Regions from separate parts of the Sus scrofa genome. Here region 2 is linked to region 1. The links are chromatin contacts, called in public HiChIP or PLAC-seq maps. All regions are on one chromosome and are shown on one strand. The core of a region is the stretch at or near the end of the contact, and the rest is flanking DNA. Distances in the headings are between cores, read along the strand shown.

Region 1 (5,668 bases), core at 1,828-4,327:
AAAGACTATTCAATGAAGGAAAGATAGTCTTTTTAACAAATGGGGCTGGAACATTTAGATGTCTATATGCAAAATAAATTAAGTAATTAAATAATGAACCACTACCCATACCTCACACCCTATACAGAAATTAATTTATGTAGATCATAGACCTAAATGTAAAATTTAAAGCTATCAAACGCCTACGGAGTTCCCATCGTGGCACAGTGATTAATGAATCCGACTAGGAACCATGAGGTTGCAGGTTCGATCCCTGGCCTTGCTCAGTGGGTGGAGGATCCAGCGTTGCTGTGAACTGTGGCACAGGCCAGCAGCTACAGCTCCAATTAGACCCCTAGCCTGGGAACCTCCATATGCCGCGGGAAGCGGCCCTAGAAAAGGCAAAGAGGCAAAATAAATAAACAAATAAAGCTATCAAACGTCTAGAAGAAAACACAGAATCCAAGAACATTTGCATGACTTCAGGTATAGCAGAGTTTGCATATATGACCGCAGAAGCACGATTCATAAAAGAAAAAAATATAAATAGTACTTTATCAAAATTTAAAACTTTTGCTTAGAGAAAGACATCATAAAAGAAGCAGTAGCACCTAACAGCAAGGAGTGCAACTAATTCCCAAGTCTTGGTTTCTAAATACCCTCCTGCTGTTCAAGGAACTGAGGATCCTTGGAGGAGAAGGTTGTTGATTTCAGGGCTGGGCAGGGCAAATATAAGATAGCTTGGAGCACCATGTGGTGCTAGAAAGTAAGAAGATGCGAAAGGAAAAAAGTCAGAAAGGATGGGGCATTTCAAAGGGATGCAGGAGTCAACCCGAAAAAGCTTCCGATGGCCCAAGTGGGCCAATCTGAGACAAAAAAATAATGAATACATTGGTAGTAATGAATTACAATCCAAGGATAAAATAAATCCCCACAAGTCCATAGGGAAGGAAGGAAGTAAAGAAGCAAGGAAGGGAGGAAGAAAGATAGAAGGAAGAAGGGAGGAAGTGAGGGAAGAAGGAAGGAAGGAGGGAGGGAGGAAAGAAGGACTAGAGAGGAGAGAGAGAAAGAAAGGGAAATCAGAGAGGGAGGAGAAGGGACAAGTCTTTCTTAACAAAAACTCAGATTAAGAAATGTAGTGAACTGAGTGAAATCACCATTAGGGCACCGCAGTAATTATTGCTCAAGGTAAACTCCAGCTATGAATGCTAAAATCACTGAACAAAAGAGTAAGTTCTCCATGTATTTCCCCCCAAAATACCTGCTAATTGAAAAGTGTCCCTGCCCCCCTTTCAGATTCTTCTTAATTACAAAGGAAAAAAAAATAATGACTGTATAAGGGAGTATCTTGGCCAATAGCACTTTGACCAGTGTTCAAGGTCAACACCTTCTAGTAAGAAGAGAAGACAAGTCAATGTCATGGATCCTCTAGAACGATGTGCGGCAGAAGGCATCTCACTTCTGTGTGTTCTTCCCAAAAATATATAACATCAATCTAATCATGAGAAAACTTCAGACAAATTCCTTCTGGGACGTCCTACATAAGACCCTACCAATGCTCTTCCAAAATGTCAAGATCATTTAACAGAAGGAAGGACTGAGTTACTACTACAGATAGAAGAGGCTAAGGACCCCTGATGGTTCAGTGCCTTGTGGGTCCTGGACTGGACCCTGGAGCAGAACAAGGATGCTGCAGGAAAACCGATGACATTCAAACAGTCTATAGATTGTCACTGCTACTGTACTAATGCTACGTGTGTATCATCATGCCATGGTTATGTGATATGAGAACATTAGGGGGAGGGCTGCATAAACTACGTCTCTACTGCCTCTGCAACTTTTCCTCTGGGGATGAAGAGAAGGGACATATCTACCTTGGATGTTTCAAACATGGGAGGAGAGAAGGGAGTTATGAAATCAATAAACTGGCATTGCGAATTCCAACCTCACCACCACCTAAAGGAGATGGAAAATGAATCTATTTCATGGGACATGTGGATAGAAACTCAACAAGGAAATGGGAGATTAAAAGTTAAAAGACTTGGGTTCTAGCCAGGCCCTGTGGTTCACCCTACAAGGTTTGACAAATTGCTTATGTAATGACTCAGATAACGTCTAAAATACATTACTTAGATAATGTCTAAAAGATGATTCTAAGAGACTCAGGTTTCTGACATGTGAGTCAGTTTTCAGCAAGTAAAAGATGGTGATAACAATGCTCGTGTCACTTACTGAAATAAAATATTTAAATATTGTCATAAAAAAGGGTCATTTCTGTATCAGATTCTGTTTCTTCCTGGAAATCGAGTATGAATCTCTCTAGGGTCCTTTCGGATCACATATGACTCTCAGTGCTATATGAAATAGATCGTGCCAATGCGATCCTAGTAGAACAAGATCAAGGTTTCCACCTGCACTTGTGTCTTTCTTTTGACCGAAGTCACATGTGAAAAGTTTATGAGCACAGATGACCTTGTCAATGGCACACATATAAAGATTGAACTAAAATTTAAGAGAAACGTGCAAGGTGGAGGAAGGAAATTCTCTTTCCAGAAGCAAGATTTGTTTACAAAACTTGAAAACTGCGAAGCCATGGACTTTATATAACTTTCCCCAGTGCATTACCATGTGACAATTTTAATATCACCAGTTTAGAAGTTCCCCCTGTGGCTCAGCAAGTTCAGGATCCAGCTTGCTCACTGCTATGACTTGGGGTCAATACTGTGGCACAGGCTGGATCCCTGGCTGGGGAATCTCTGCATGGTGCACGTAGAGCCAAAAAAAAAAAAAAAAGAATTACTGGTTTCATGGTACCTCGTTTGTCAGAAGTCCTTCAGGTCCATCAGGTAATATCAGTTGAATATTCACTCTGCACACATGTGTGAGTGAGCGTACATGGGTGCATTCAAGCAAGGAACTGTGGATTTTGTTTTTCTTACTCCATGTGTAAGAACGCTGTATAGAAAATGCGTCCAGAAAATAACCATCCCTGTAGCTCAAACGCACACCAGTGTTGGTCTGGTTGGATGCCCACTTTTCCCGCCCCAGCCCATATGAAGGAGCTGGTGAGCAGCTGCACGTCAGCAGTGTGTTCGCTCCATTTCTGTCCCCAGTGGGGCAGGCAGGAAATGCCAGCCTCCTCACAGGAAAGCCTGTTGCGGCGAGATTTCCCGATTTCCTTTATAAAAGCAAGAAGGCCAGATCCAGGGGGAGATAAGCACTCAAGATTGCAAGTGCTTATCGCCTCTGGGTTCTGGGCCCCACGGCGATGACCCGTGTCTCTGCTGGAGGCGTAGGCCGAAATTCAGTTTGGTTCCAGATCGAAAGGACTGCCCAACTGAAAAATGCCCTCATCATCCACCCTGGTGGGTCTTTGCAAGGGAGCAGAGCCCAGCGACTTGTTGAATTTTCACTGGGGGTGGTATCGGTGCCTCGCGAAATGAAGGCTGCCTCTCCACTGTGTCTGCACACTGCAGTCACCTGGGGGCGCTGTAAAAAGATTGGGATATCTCGTCCCCAAGCTAGTCACCAAAGCCATGGTGCCCATGTGACCCTTGGCCAGCTGACACATGAAATATTCAGTGCGCACACTGCTTCCTGGCTCTGAATTTTTACGGCTGGTGCCACTTGTCTAAAAAGTTAGTGGAATGAAAAGGCTAGGGACCACGAAAGGACAAGCCAGCCAGCAGAGGTGGCTAGCTGAGTTAGTAAAGGATGCGTGAAACTGGCTCGATTCAAATCCAGCAAGCTCTGGTCGTCACCCAGGTCAGCTAACTCTCTGGTCAGAACTCAAGGGAGGGGTTAACATGGGGGCAGCAGGGGGGGGTAGGGGGAAAAATCATACACTTGAAGGAGAGCCCTGTCTCTTCAAGGTCCACTCCACATCACCCCTTCTGTTCCAACTTTTGTAAAATAGAACCAAAGTCACCACCCAAAGGAGCAGCACACAGGCTGCACTGAGTAACATATAACTACCTCCTCTTTCCCTACCAGTACTAATGATCATGCTGAAACAATGAGAATTTCGGAGTCAAGTACTGCGACTGGCCACACACCAGTCTGATCTTCTCAAAAGCAAAATTAGAATGCGTAAGAAATCTATGTCCCTCTTGCCCTCAAGCCTCAAGTCTAGGAGACATCTTATTTCGCAAAATCTGATTGAAAAACATTCACCCAGAAAATGAAAACATGCTCTCCACTTTTGATCTCTTATCTAGGAAAACCAGGTTCCCTCAGAGGAACTCACCAGGCAGGCAGTGAGTCCCAAGTGTTTATTGTGTTAAGTGGGGGTACATTGTTTTTTGTTCAGCTGCGAAGTGCATTGAAGTGATACCGAGTGACCGGGCTCTCTCCAGGGCCCGGCTGTCCCTTGTCCCCTGTCTGTCAAAGTTGAAGGTCACCAAAATAATAATAATGACACATCAGACCATTATTTGGTCAGGCAGGTTGTACATAGCATCTTTTTCCTCTAGGAGTTGGCAGCGCTTGGCCAAAATCCGCTCAGTTCTCAAAAGACCATCCTCAGGCATCAGTATGAGGAATATTGTTTATACTTCTCCTCACTCAACCATTTCCTATATTAAAAAAAGATGCCCTAGAGGACAGACTTGTGGTTGCCAAAGGGGAGTGGGGAGGGAATGGGATGGATGGGGAGTTTGGGGTTGGTAGATGCAAACGGTGACATTGACAAGGGGTAAGCAATGAGGTGCTACTGTATAGCCCAGGGAACTATATCCACTCTCTTGGGATAAAACATGATGGAATATAGTATGAGAAAAAGAATGTATATACATGATGACTGGGTCACTTTGCTGTGGAGCAGAACTTGGCACAATGCTGTATATCAACTATATGCTAATTTTGAAAAATACAAGTGTTAAAAAAAAGATGCCCAAAGACCTTCATGTCAAATAGAACTGGCATTAGCCCACTTTGACCTTTGTCTGGGTTTTTTCTTCTCTCTTTTTAAAATCAGGGTCATCAAGGAAGGAAGGGGGCAAAGACTACAGCATCTACGCTTCAGATCACACTGCTCTGTTCTGTCTTCAGCAGCCAGAGTGAGTCCACTTTCTCTTCCGTGGCATTTTTCTCAGCGGTGTCCTTAAGTGTTGTTAGGTTTTTTTTTTCAACTAACACTTTTTTTTTTTTTTTTTGGTCTTTTTTGTCCTTTTAGGGCCGCACCCATGGCATATGGAACTTCCCAGGCTAGGGGTCGAATCGGAGCTGTAGCTTCTGGCCTGCACCAGAGCCACAGCAACGTCTGCATCTGCGACCTGCATCACAGCTCACGGCAACGCCGGATCCTTAACCCACTGAGCGAGGCCAGGGATCGAACCCACAACCTCATGCTTCCTAGTCAGATTTGTTTCTGCTGCACCACGTCGGGAACTCCTCAACTAACCCATTGATCTTCTACCTCCAAGTTGCCATGGATGGACCAGCTGTACCATTCATTGCAAATGTTTTGAATCCTTTAGTTACCAATTCTTTGCAAACCTTAGCAGAGTGTTACCACAAATGTCCTTTACATGGTCCGTTCTCTCTCCTCAGCCCCTGGTCCCTGAAAGGGAATGGATGAATTAACAGATATATGGATAAATTACTACACTCAATCATAAAAAACATCACGCAATGTGGAATCACAGCGGAATTATTACAAAGGAAACATTCCGCAGAATTTCAACAGGAA
Region 2 (5,668 bases), core at 959-3,458, 130 kb after region 1:
TACAGATGTGGACCTGACATTCAGGCAGAAGATGGAGACAATAAACAACACGGATTAGTTATTGATTAAATTTTAGATGATAAGTGGAAAAATTAGAAGTAAAGCAGAGTAAGAGGGATGGAGAGAGGGGAAGGGGGCTAACGTGCCCTTGGTAGGGCTGGCGGTTGTATTTCTGGGTCTGAATGTTTTTTAGGTATTTAATGATGTAAATACAGGAATATTCTTAATTGCTAATATTTACCGAGGCTGACTGCACTGGGCACTGGGCCAGCACTTTGCCTGGATGCCTCATTTAATCTGCGAGGCTGCCCTGGTGCTTCAAATCTCTAAGGCAGAGTGCCAGACGTTAGCTCTTAACCTTGGCCTTCTCCATCTCAGCTTTGTCCTTGCAGTGGGACTTACTCCAAAAGCACTGGCTTTCATTTAAATCTTACGTTTGCCAACTCTTGGGCATATATCTGGAGAAAATGAAAGAATCTTACACAAACTCCAGTGCCCACAGAGAGCATTTGTCAAGCTCCTCAGTAAATGGGCCCAGGTGTCCTTTGTGGACTCAGGAGCCAGTGGCAGGATTTTCCATGCAAATAGGTAGGAATGAAGGAGCAAGTGGCAGGGAGCCTGTGGCTTCTGCTGCCCTGATTCCACCCTCTGTGCTGAGACTGTTGCCTAAAGACGCTGGCTTACAGCATGGCCCACTGCTGTTTATTGCTCTGTTAACGCCACAGGAGGCGTTGAGGCTGGTTCAGGCTGATCACTGGTAGCCTCTCTGTTTCTGTCCCTTCCTTTTTACCTACTAGAGGACTTGAGGATTGGTTGGGACTTCAAAAGCCCCGTCAGCTGGGCTTTTCCCTGAGGCAGGCCTGAGGGGGATTGCATGCCCCCAGCTCCGTGGCCCTCCTCATGCCTGGAGACATCTCGGGAAAGATGGAGCTGCCAGACTCTTCTTAAGGCATGGACTTCAGACACAATTGGGCACTTAGGATTAGGAAAAAATCTAGCCACACCCACCCTCTGTGGGTTAGAGGGAATGTATCCAGCCATTCTGTACCTCTTGGATGCCTGTGCTGCCCAGAGTTAGAATAAAAGACAAAGAAGAAAAGTTGATAAGAAGTCAATATCACCAAAGCCATAATTTGAGCTTAATATCTTTTTTTTTTTTTGGTCTTTTTAAGGCTGTACCTACGGCACATGAAGATTCCCAGGCTAGGGGTGGAATCAGAGCTGTAACTGCCAGCCTACACCACGGCCACAGCAACGCAGATATGAGCCATATCTGCAACCTACACCACAGCTCATGGAAACACCGGATCCTTAACCCGCTACATGAGGCCAGGGATTGAACCTGCGACCTCATGGATGCTAGTCAGATTCATTTCGGCTGAGCCACAACAGGAGCTCCCATAATTTGAGCTTTTAAAAAAAAGGTTCTTCTGAATGAGTATGCCATAGTCTCCAGAGAGAATGGAAGCCTCCTATAGACTAAGGATTGAGTAGAAAAATTGATCATAGGGAGTTCCCACTGTGGCTCAGCAGTAACAAACCTGAATAATATCCATGAGGATGTGGGTTTGATCCCTGGCCTCACTCAGTGGGTTAAGGATCCAGCGATGCCGTGAGCTGTAGTGTAATTCGCAGACGCGGCTCGGATCTGGCGTTGCTATCTATGACTGTGGTGTAGGCTGGCAGCTGCAGCTCCCATTCAAACCCTAGCCTGGGAACTTCCATATGTCTCAGGTGTGGCCCTAAAAAGCAAAAGAAAAAAAATTAAAACTGTTTGAGTCAGAGATCTTATCAGTGCAGTCAGTCAGAACCTGAGATAACACACACCAATTCCTGGAACACAGTGAGTTGCTTTTTCTTTTTGCATGAATTGGTCACTTTCTATTCCACTTTCTGTTCTGTTCCTGCTTGATGCACCTTCCTCCCCCAGCACTCCATCCATCCCACGCACACGCCAAGCTGCCCTCTCCGCCACACCCTGCTTTCACAGTATTGCCTCAGGCCCCAAACCTCTCCCGGTTTCCATTGCCTGGAACCCAGGGCCGTTAAGTTTGCTGACCGGCTGTCAACATGGACTTGAGCCTGGCATCAGCCCTCTGTTCCAGCCGGCTTCCCTCGGCTGTAGCCCCACAGTCCCATATGTGGTTGCCTCCTATCTGTCACGTTCATATCCCACCACAGCTTCTGCCATGTGCTTGCCAAAGAGGCCTCACTCAGGTCACAAGGCCCCAGTGACACTTACCTCTCCTCCCTTAACTTCCTCTGGCATGCCACTGGCACATGACCTATGCTTCCTCCCACTCTGCTATTGTCTCATGTGTAAAGGCAAGGACAGGGAGCTTTTTTCATATTATCTCTCATCCACTCGGTGGCCAAACACACAATACACTGCAGAAATCAGTCCCAAATAAATTACTGGAGGCCTAACCGGCATCTCCCCCCAACCACTGCCACCCACCCACCAAAGAAACATCTTAGAAGAACTTGGCCTTTCCCTGAGGGTCCCCTGGCCTTGAACACATGCTGCTGACCTGACAGCCCGGCAAATATCCATGAGAAAGTCAGTTGCACCCCAAGCTTGTAAACACAAACACCCTGGGTTCTTTGTTTTTGTTTTATTTGGTTTGGGGGCTAGCAGAAGACTCTATTTGCAGGGGGAACCGTGAGGGGAAAAAAACGTCAAATAGAAATAAAAACAGACAGCTCAGATGAGCCGAGCTTTGTCTCTCTTTTGCCCCCGTCCCTCCCCTCTTCCCAATTCCATCCCCTTCACTTTCTGTTTTGCTTTTCATGCCAATTGCTAAAGATTGTAATTTTAAAAGTGCACTGGCTTTTCCAGAGCCAGGAGGAATGTGCATCCGCACGTGGATTTTTTCCACAAGAAAATTGGTCCTGTCTTTTGGTTCCTCTTAGCCAGAAACCATGAGAACAGGCCAGTCCATCTTTGCTGTTCTTCTAATTTGTCTGAGGGGCTCAGAAGAGGCTGGTTTGCGTTTCGCCCCGTCTGACCATTGTTTGATGAGGTTTGCGCTCCATTTGTGCGCGTGGTTTTTATGGTTGCTTTGTTGTCCGTAGAAAGACTTTGAAAGTCATAATTCTGTATCCTTAAGCTCCTCTGCTATTCCTGCTCCATGTCTCAACGGGACTCCCACCATGAGAAAGGAAAAGAGTTTCCAGTCTCCAGCCAGTCAGTGAAACAATTTCTGAACATGGTTATGGGGACATGTGGATTCTTTCAAGAGAGTGGTTGGGATCATGACTGCTCAGAATCAATGGGGCGTCCGCCAAGGCCATCTGGAGCCTTCTGAGCACTTCCAGGCGGGAAGTATCTCTCCAGCTCTTTGTTTCTCGGTCCAGCCACACCTCTGGCCTTTTTTCCTTTCTCTGTGGTCATCCACTCTCAATGGAAAAGCATGAGAGACCGAGGAGACCCCGTGATGTGCCCACAGCATCAGTGTGCTGGAGTGAGGGCTGGCGCCGCTGCCCGGGGCCCCATGGCCGGGGCTGTGAGACATTCTCCCAGTGAACCTTTAATCTGGACCTTACCTGTCTGTGCAGAGCTGCTTAAAGCTCTTTCCGAGGGAGTTCCCTTTGTGGCTCAGCAGTTTACGAACCCGACTAGGATCCATGAGGATGCAGGTTCGATCCCTGGCCTCGCTCAGTGGATTAAGGATCCAGCGTTGCTGTGAGCTGTGTGGCTAGGATCCCTCGGTGCTATGACTGTGGTGTAGGTCGCAGACAAGGCTCAGATCTGATGTTGCTGTGCCTTTGGCTGTGGCCAGCAGCTGTAGCTCTGATTCAACCCCTAGCCTGGGAACTTCCATATGCCACAAATGTGGCCCTAAAAAGCAAAAAAGAAGCGCTTTCCCACATGGTTTTGGACATTTTTTCTTTCTAAACATAGCTTATATTTATAAAATACCTTATAAGCTGCTTGCATATGTTATCCCATTTGAGTATGACCTCTTTGTCCTTTAAGGCTGCTGTAACAAGGTACCATCGGCTGGGGGCTAGAAACTACAGAAATGTACTTCTTGACCTTCTAGAGGTGAGGAGTCTGAGATAAGGTGCCAGCATGGTCAGGTTCTGGTGAGGGCTCCCTTCTGGGTAGCAGACGGCTAATTTCTTGTGCCCTCACATGGCAGGAAGCAGGCGAGCTACCTCTGTGACCTCTTCTTCTACGGGCACTAATCCCATTCTACTCTCATGACTTATTCTCAAAGACCCCACCTCCCAACATCATCACACTGGGGTGTGATGAATTCGACGTATGAATTGGGGGAGGGCACACAGACATTCAGGTAATAACATTAGCACAATCTTGTAGGGTAGATAAATCCTGTGAACTTTCGCTTTCATATTTTAAAACATTGATGCCCAAGGATGTCTTTTTTTTTTTTTTTTTTTTTTTTTTTGTCTTTCTGCCTTTTCTAGGGCCGCTTCCTGCGGCATATGGAGGCTCCCAGGCTAGGGGTCCAGTCGGAGCTGTAGCCACCGGCTGACGCCGGAGCCACAGCCACACGGGAGCCGAGCCACGTCTGCGACCTACACCACAGCTCATGGCAATGCTGGATCCTTAACCCACTGAGCAAGGCCAGGGATCGAACCCACAACCTCATGGTTCCTAGTCAGATTTGTTAACCACTGCACCACGACGGGAACTCCTTTTTTTTTTTTTTTTTTTTTTTGAATAGGGCGGCACCCACAGCCTCTGGAGGTTCCCAGGCTAGGGGTCAAATCAGAGCTGTAGCTACCAGCCTACACCACAACCACAGCAATGCCAGATCCGAGCCTCATCTATGACCTATGCTGCAGCTCACAGCAATGCTAGATCGTAGACCCACTGAGTGAGGCCAGGGATCGAACACACATTCTCATGGATACTAGTTGGGTTTCTTACTGCTGAGCCACACTGGGAACTCCCAGCACAAGGATGTGTTGATTCAACCAAGGTCTCACAACAAACCTGAGGGAAGGGCCAGAACTCGAACCAACCCAATGATTTCAAATCCAGGCTTCCTTCCATTTCTTTGGTTCCCTGTCAGTGTCCCTGTTCATTCCACTTAGCTTCCTTTGCCCCCGTGAAGTGTACACTTCCAGAATTTAGCGATGCTTACCAGGTTATTGAGTGGTATTTTATTTTATTTTTTTTTTTAGGGCCGCACTCGCGGCATATAGATGGAGGTTCCCAGGGTAGGGGTCCAATTGGAGCTGTATCTGCCGGCCCACACCACAGCCACAGCAACATGGGATCCAAGCCGCATCTGCGACCTACACCACAGCTCACGGCAACGCCGGATCCTTAACCCACTGAGCTAGGCCAGGGATCGAACCCGCAACCTCATGGTTCCCAGTCGGATTCGTTAACCACTGAGCCACGACGGGAACTCCTAAAAGGTTATTGCTGCGTTAAATGTAATTTCTCCTGATGGCTGAAAGGTCATCTTCATGCAAGGTTTCTGAAGAGCAGGAGATGCTGATGTACCTTTGCTTGCTGTTTCCCTTAGACCCTTCCTATGACTCGGTCAGGAGAGGAGGATGGGGCAACAACATGAATTCTGGCCTCAACAAAAGTAAGTAAATGCCATTCTCTTCTTTGGGAGGAAGACCTTGTTCTGAGGACGGGGTGGAGAAGAGGAGTAAAGGAGGCACAGGAGTGGGCACTTTG

The links. HiChIP or PLAC-seq counts read pairs in DNA pulled down with a chosen protein or histone mark.
Region 2: a contact with region 1 is called in an H3K27ac HiChIP or PLAC-seq map of alveolar macrophages. The contact joins two enhancer-like sites. A contact is called at or near these places in 1 of 5 promoter capture datasets (fetal skeletal muscle), 1 of 47 Hi-C or Micro-C datasets (embryonic fibroblasts) and 1 of 2 datasets of contacts at active chromatin or transcription factors (alveolar macrophages).

Annotation. Positions count from the first base shown.
Region 1 is chr9:55,602,139-55,607,806 of Sscrofa11.1, forward strand. No RefSeq gene overlaps it. Among named protein-coding and RNA genes, the nearest start is that of FLI1, 7.9 kb to the right of the region's middle. Within about 2 kb of position 3,078, at least 6 of the 83 cell types and tissues checked have an H3K27ac peak or open chromatin away from gene starts, as enhancers often do. A contact at or near this core is called in alveolar macrophages, where this site is marked.
Region 2 is chr9:55,735,538-55,741,205 of Sscrofa11.1, forward strand. It overlaps FLI1 (Friend leukemia integration 1 transcription factor), which reads left to right. Exons shown (of 10, transcript XM_021063122.1): 7 at 5,508-5,573. Among named protein-coding and RNA genes, the nearest start is that of KCNJ1, 74 kb to the right of the region's middle. Within about 2 kb of position 2,209, at least 6 of the 83 cell types and tissues checked have an H3K27ac peak or open chromatin away from gene starts, as enhancers often do. A contact at or near this core is called in alveolar macrophages, where this site is marked.